Regions from separate parts of the Zea mays genome. Here region 2 is linked to region 1. Evidence: chromatin contacts called from public Hi-C data. All regions are on one chromosome and are shown on one strand. The core of a region is the stretch at or near the end of the contact, and the rest is flanking DNA. Distances in the headings are between cores, read along the strand shown. Region 1 holds the start of LOC100273480 (30S ribosomal protein S16-like). Region 2 holds the start of LOC103632953 (calcium-transporting ATPase 5, plasma membrane-type).

Region 1 (3,057 bases), core at 156-2,655:
GTGGCTGCACACGTGCGTGTACGCCTTATCTTATGGGGTAAAAAAATCAGATTCAGAATAATAAGATAAGCCGAGATGTAAAAGGCTTGTCTTCTAGGTGTTTGGTTTTGGGTCAAGTAAACTCGGTCTTTGAGCACCCGTTATGCGGCAGCTCGAGGGCGAGCTGCTTGTCCAGGAGGGGTGTAGTGTCAGGGCCTAAGGAGGTCCACGGAGGGGCTACGGTAGCAGCAGCCATGGGCCCTCAAGGGGGATTAGATAAGGATAGTTAGAGATAAGATTAGAAGATTAGTTGAGATTATTTAGGAGATTAGTTGAGATTATCTAGGAAGGTTATCAGTTAGTAGTTTGTTGAGAGTTTTTAGGAGATAATGATCTCTAGGTAGATAGGGGCAGCCAACCGGCCTATTTATGTAATCAATGGATGAGAAATAAAGCAGGCAAGAATTAGAAGGGACAAACCCTCCTCTTGCTCGACCGTGGGCACAGGCCCCCGGCCGGCGTTTCTGCCCATCGATATCCCTCTCCAATCCCTCACCGATCTATCGACCATAAAGGTTTAAGAGTATTTGGCTTACACATAGACTTCAGCTTCTATAATACAATTAATTTGTGCGATTTTTCTTAATTATCCTTAATGACTAGAGACAAGAATCGGTAGATCATGTAACTAATGACATGGTGGGTAATTTTTATGCAACTTTATGAGGTGTTTTCAAAGCACCTTTAGAGAAGTTTTAAAATTTTATGAGACTGGCTGCTAATTTCAGTTTTTTTGAACTAGAGCTGGACTGTTTGGATAGAAGAAACTGAAATGGACTTCAAATTCTTAAAGTGAGAGCGCTAATTTCAGTTTTTCTAAACTTAGAGCTCGTGAAGCTGGATCTGTTTGATAGAGAAGCTGAAATAGACTACAAATTTTTGAAGTGAACTCTCACGTGAAACTTACTTCACCCGGTCGAATTTCAGGCCCATCCTCTTGCCTCCATCCTTCCCTGCACACGACAACAAGGAAAAAAGATCCATCTTTCATCAGGTATTCAGTAACCAATAAAGCAGGCCAACAGCAGCAGCAGAAAATGGTTCTTGAGGCGGTAAATAAACGAATCAATCAATCTTAACGGGGAATAGAGGGGCTAGAGAGGAAGGAGGGCAGTAGCGTAACCCAACCTGGGAGCGGGTTATAGTAGCCGAGGACCTCGAGGTGCTTGCCGTCTCGAGGGGAGCGGCTATCGGCGGCCATCACCCGGTAGAAGGGCCGATTCCGGCACCCGAACCGCGCCAGACGGATCCGTACCACCATGGCTGTAGTTTCCTCGGTTTCCTTTCCTAGGCGGTGCCGGTGCCGGTGCCTCCGCCGCCGCCTTCTTTCCCACCTTCGGCAGCGGTGCTGTGGTGTGGGCGAAAGGGTTCAAGGGAGATGGGACGATGCCAACAGAATGGACTTCAATATGGCCTGGGCCCAGGCTTCCCAGTTACTTACGGTTGGGCCGGAAAGGAAGGTACCTATAGTTCCTATGCTAACTTTGGGCCCACTCAAACGTATTCCCAGTTTCTGCCCTTTTTCTAGTTTTGTGATTCTTTTGCATTGACAAAATTTCTGTATTACGAAATCAGGACTAAATTCTGGCCAGAGATTGGGCCATGTCGCCTCCATTTCTCAACCGTTCATGGTCAGCCCGTTCAACTGTAATGAACTAGTTTTTTATTTTTCCGGAGCCTTCTCAAATCCCGGTCCAGTCCATTATCCGCCCTGCCGCACAGGATAGAGGCCATGCGATGACGCGGCTGGTGGCACGGTGGTAAAAGTTGTTCGGTTCGAATTAAAGTTAGTTGATTGGAATGCTGCAGCTATAATCTGTATAGATAAAACACTATAGGAGTATTAAAGCCGGTATAAAGCCAAACGAGCAGACTGAAAGTTGCATATAGCTCAATAGGCGGCCACGGTGAGCGACAGAGCAGAGGCACTAGTCCTGGCTTAAGCAGCTTATCCATCATTATCTTTATATTCAAACTTCATTCTACAAAGAGTGTAATTTATAGTAATAAAACAATATTTTTGATTATTATATATGTGTCCTACTAAACACGGTCTAAAGTGTTGAAATTCGGGCCACTTATGTGTAACCCGATTCAATATGGTTGTGTTTGGTTGAATGTGTAAGGATAGATGGAGGAGCAGCCACATTTTCTATGATGTTTGAATGAGGATCACGCGGAAGCGAGGTGAACACCGGAACAATTTTCGGTGGCGGCGCGGTCCAAAAAATCGAGCGGACAGTGCCGCCCCCACCCCTCTCGCGGTCCCGAAAACTGGGATGGTCGCCCTCGCCTCTCTCGAGCAGTGACAGCTGACCACCATCCAAACAAAAACTAAGATGGTTCCATTTACGTTCATCCCTTCCACCAAACAAAAAAGTGGTGGCTGTTAGTTATGACACTGCCTAATCAGAGATGACTCTGCCTCATCCTACTTTGATCTTAAATCAAACACATCCTAAGAAAGCCAAGATGGTGTGTAGAGATGTCATAGGAGTTTAATCTCATATTACTTATCTAGTTAGGAGAGAACCAACTTATATGTGAATGTATTCACTAGTCTTTTATTTATGCATGATCGCGTCGTGACGTATTCTAAACAATACTTTAATTTTTTTTTGCCTTTTGTTTATTTGGTTTTCGAATACCACATCTAGATTGCCACGTCAACCGGGAGTAATGGACGCGCATGAGATCTCCAAGCGGTTGCACATATAGAGGTTTCAGGAGACGGTTCCTGGAATTTAGCAGATCGAATCTAGTCGAGGTTACCCTCTATTTAAGTAGACATCCGTTAGACGTGAGTGACATGCATACGCAAAACAGAACCGCTTCGTCTTCTCCATCTATATTCCTGCGCTGTCGCTTCTCTGCCCTGTCGTCCCTGCGTCTGTCATACGGCAGATCAAGAAAGAGCGGCGTCTCCGAACCGACGTCGACGATTTAATGACCTGCATGGGTGCCACTGAATCAGATTTCTAAGAAGTGTTTCGCGCACGTCCGCTTGTATTCCTCACC
Region 2 (3,057 bases), core at 364-2,863, 290 kb before region 1:
GTCACAATTTCCTATGGTATGTACACATATGCGTGTGTGACATGTTCATAGATGTCTTATGTGTTTAAATGAACAACTGAGTGGTTACTATTTTATGTGCTTGTGTTATAGGGATTTCAGACACCACCCGCTTCAGTTGCCGCACCTGGAGATGGGTCTGGTCAAGACGACACAACACATTCGTGGGTCAACAACCTTTTCAACACGCAGAGTCCAGCCGGAGGAGGTGGCTACTCGAACCATCCAGACGATGGATATGATTGATGTGTCGTGATGTTTATTTATGAAACACTTTGCAACACTTGTTTGTGAGACACAATTTCAGTTTGCAACAACCGTCGGACCTATATGTTGATGTTAAATTTGTGAATGTTAATATTTATGTGAGAATATTTGTGATTGTGAATACTTATTAGAATGTGTATATTTGTGATTGTGAATGTGAATGTGTATATGTGCATGAAATCTGTTTTTGTTTTGTAAATGTCAGATTTTTTAAAAAACAGAATTTTGTGTAAATTCTATAATTTGTTATGTCCGACGGCTACCACTGGGCCGTCGGACTTAAGCCTGTGGGGCCCACAGGCTGACCGGTAAAACGGTTGGGATTTATTATTTCCGACGGGCACACGTAGCCGTCGGAGATAGCTTATGTCCGACGGCAGCCGTCGGACATTGCACTATTTCCGACGAATTATCTCTGACGGCTTAAAGCCGTCGGAGATAGGGCATTACCGTCGGAGATTACCTATTTCCGACGGTTTAAACCTTATGTCCGACGGTTTTGGCGTCGGACGTTGTTCCGTTTACTGTAGTGACGACCACAAAAGAACAGACTGCACAAAGGAGTCTGAAGGAACTTCTCAAGCACCCACCAGAATGCCCGAGTCTTCGTTTGCCGCCACTTGGTGTTTGGGCCAGGTTAATAACGAAATGTGTGAAAAGAACATTTTCGGGGGAAAAAAAACCACCGTAATACGATGTGATAAATTAAACTGGTACAGGGATGAAGAAATCAGTAGCTTCCAAAAAAATAAAATAAATCATATCATCATTTAACGCGTCTACCAATACCAAGTTACGAACTACATGCTCCTGTTTCGAGGTGTGGACCGCAATGCGCAGGTGTGAGCTCAAGCGTATGGTAATTTCAACCCCCGAACTCAAAATAAAAGCTGAATTTGAACCAAGCTGTAGTGCTAGAGACGTCGTACTCGTACGTACCCTCCACCGTCGCAGGTGATCGTGCGACGTGTTCTTACTGGATATCTCGAATGCGCCCTCTCCCTCCAGCACCCGCTCCTCATGCGCCGGCGGCGGCGAGCTCCCCGTCCCCGAGGCCATCCGCAGCCCGCGCAGCGCCTCCGCCTAGCCTTGGCAGGATGCCACGAAGCCGAGGCACTGATCACTGGGCAACACAACAGCACGCGCGCAACAGGGCCGGCCATCGACCATATCAGAACGACAAGGATCTACCACGACGCTGGAAGGATCGAGATACCGGGGGGCGGCGGGCGGCCATCGCCTCACGTGGGAGTTCGCGTGCGCTCCAACGGGTTCGCCTCCGGCTCCGCGCCTCCCCTTGCAACGCCAGGCTCCGTCTGCGTGCGCGCGGGTTTTCTGCTCATTTTATGTGGTAGCCGTAGCGACCAGTGCTGCAGCGTAGGAAGCTTCCACGAAGGGCACTGTGCGCGCGGGCGCTTCGATCGTTATACTGACATGTGGGGTGGAACAGGATGGCCCACAGGCCAGTCTTAGAAAAAGAAAGCCACGGTTTCCAGTTAAGCTAACCCCGAAGCAGAAAATAAAATGCATTCCATTCCGTTATTTCCGCCTTCATATATATAGTTAAAATAAGTCTAGGCCGATTACCCCTGCAACCTGGTTCAACCCAGCGCACCGACTGAACTAGGCTGTCGGTTGCACCACCCGCGCCCACGTCTGTGCGTGCAAAAAAAGGAAATGCATGCATGAGTCAAACACGTTCCCTTGCATGCGCGTAAATTTAGGAAAGATATGTGTGGTGGTTTCTATTTTTAAATGCTTTATTTTCTCCATAAATTTAGGATCGCTGCAATAGCCATGCATCTAGACTCGTAAGGACCATTTTATGATATATACTGCTACTAAATATGCTACCCTGTGTAAATAATTATGCAATTCGGTATACTGTAAAAATCTGTTACCAGCTACATGCACACGAATTTATGATGAAAATAATGTACAATGAAAAGAAATGAATTGCACGCATAGAAACAAAAAATCGTATTTAATGTTTTATTTCTTTCATAAATATAAGATCCCTCCAACAACCATACAGCTAAACACATTAGATCTAGTTTATGATATATACTGATGTGTAGGTATTTATTTAATTCGTTACACTGCGTAAAAAATCTGGCATGTTGTTCACTGGTGGACGCATCTCCGGGTTGGAGCATAATAACCTTAAGTTTTGAGCATAAAATCCTTCAATTATAAGCGTATATACCGAGCCAATGTGAGAGGTTGATAGCTCTATTAGGTTGTTATTACGATCATATTTTAATGGCAGATCCGAAAAACATGGCAGCCACATGCATGCGGTTATACAGATCCAAAAATTATGGCAAAATGCATGCATGAGTCAAACACGTTCCCTTGCATGCGCGTAAATTTAGGAAAGATATGTGTGACACTTTTTATTTTAAATGCTTTATTTCCTCCATAAATTTAGGATCGCTGCAACAATCATGCAGCTAGACTCATAATGACCATTTTATGATATATATACTGATACTAAATATGCTACACTTTGTAGATAATTATGCAATTCGGTATACTGCGTAAAAATCTGTTACCAGCTGCATGCACACGAATTTATGATGGAAAGAATATGCAATGAAAAGAAATTAATTGCATGCATAGAAACAAAAAATCGTATTTAATGTTTTATTTTCTTCATAAATATAGGATCCCTCAAACAGACATGCAGCTAAACGCATTAGAACTAGTTTATGATGTATACTGAAACAAAGTATACTACACGATGTAGGTATTTATGTAATTCCTTACACT

The links. Hi-C and Micro-C count contacts between places; a contact is called where the count stands out from the background.
Region 2: a Hi-C map of ear shows a contact between it and region 1, with 2.1 times the contacts expected there. The contact joins the promoter of LOC103632953 here to the promoter of LOC100273480 in region 1. A contact is called at or near these places in 7 of 25 Hi-C or Micro-C datasets (bundle sheath, ear, endosperm and 3 more).

What each region holds. Positions count from the first base shown.
Region 1 is chr7:140,284,381-140,287,437 of Zm-B73-REFERENCE-NAM-5.0, reverse strand. It overlaps LOC100273480 (30S ribosomal protein S16-like), which reads right to left and starts at 1,405. Exons shown (of 3, transcript NM_001147917.1): 1 at 1,168-1,405; 2 at 947-992. The coding sequence starts at 1,300. LOC109940781 (a long non-coding RNA gene) reads right to left here and starts at 940. Exons shown (of 2, transcript XR_002263482.2): 1 at 722-940.
Region 2 is chr7:140,570,602-140,573,658 of Zm-B73-REFERENCE-NAM-5.0, reverse strand. LOC103632953 (calcium-transporting ATPase 5, plasma membrane-type) reads right to left here and starts at 1,613. Exons shown (of 34, transcript XM_020541361.2): 1 at 1,225-1,613. The coding sequence starts at 1,344.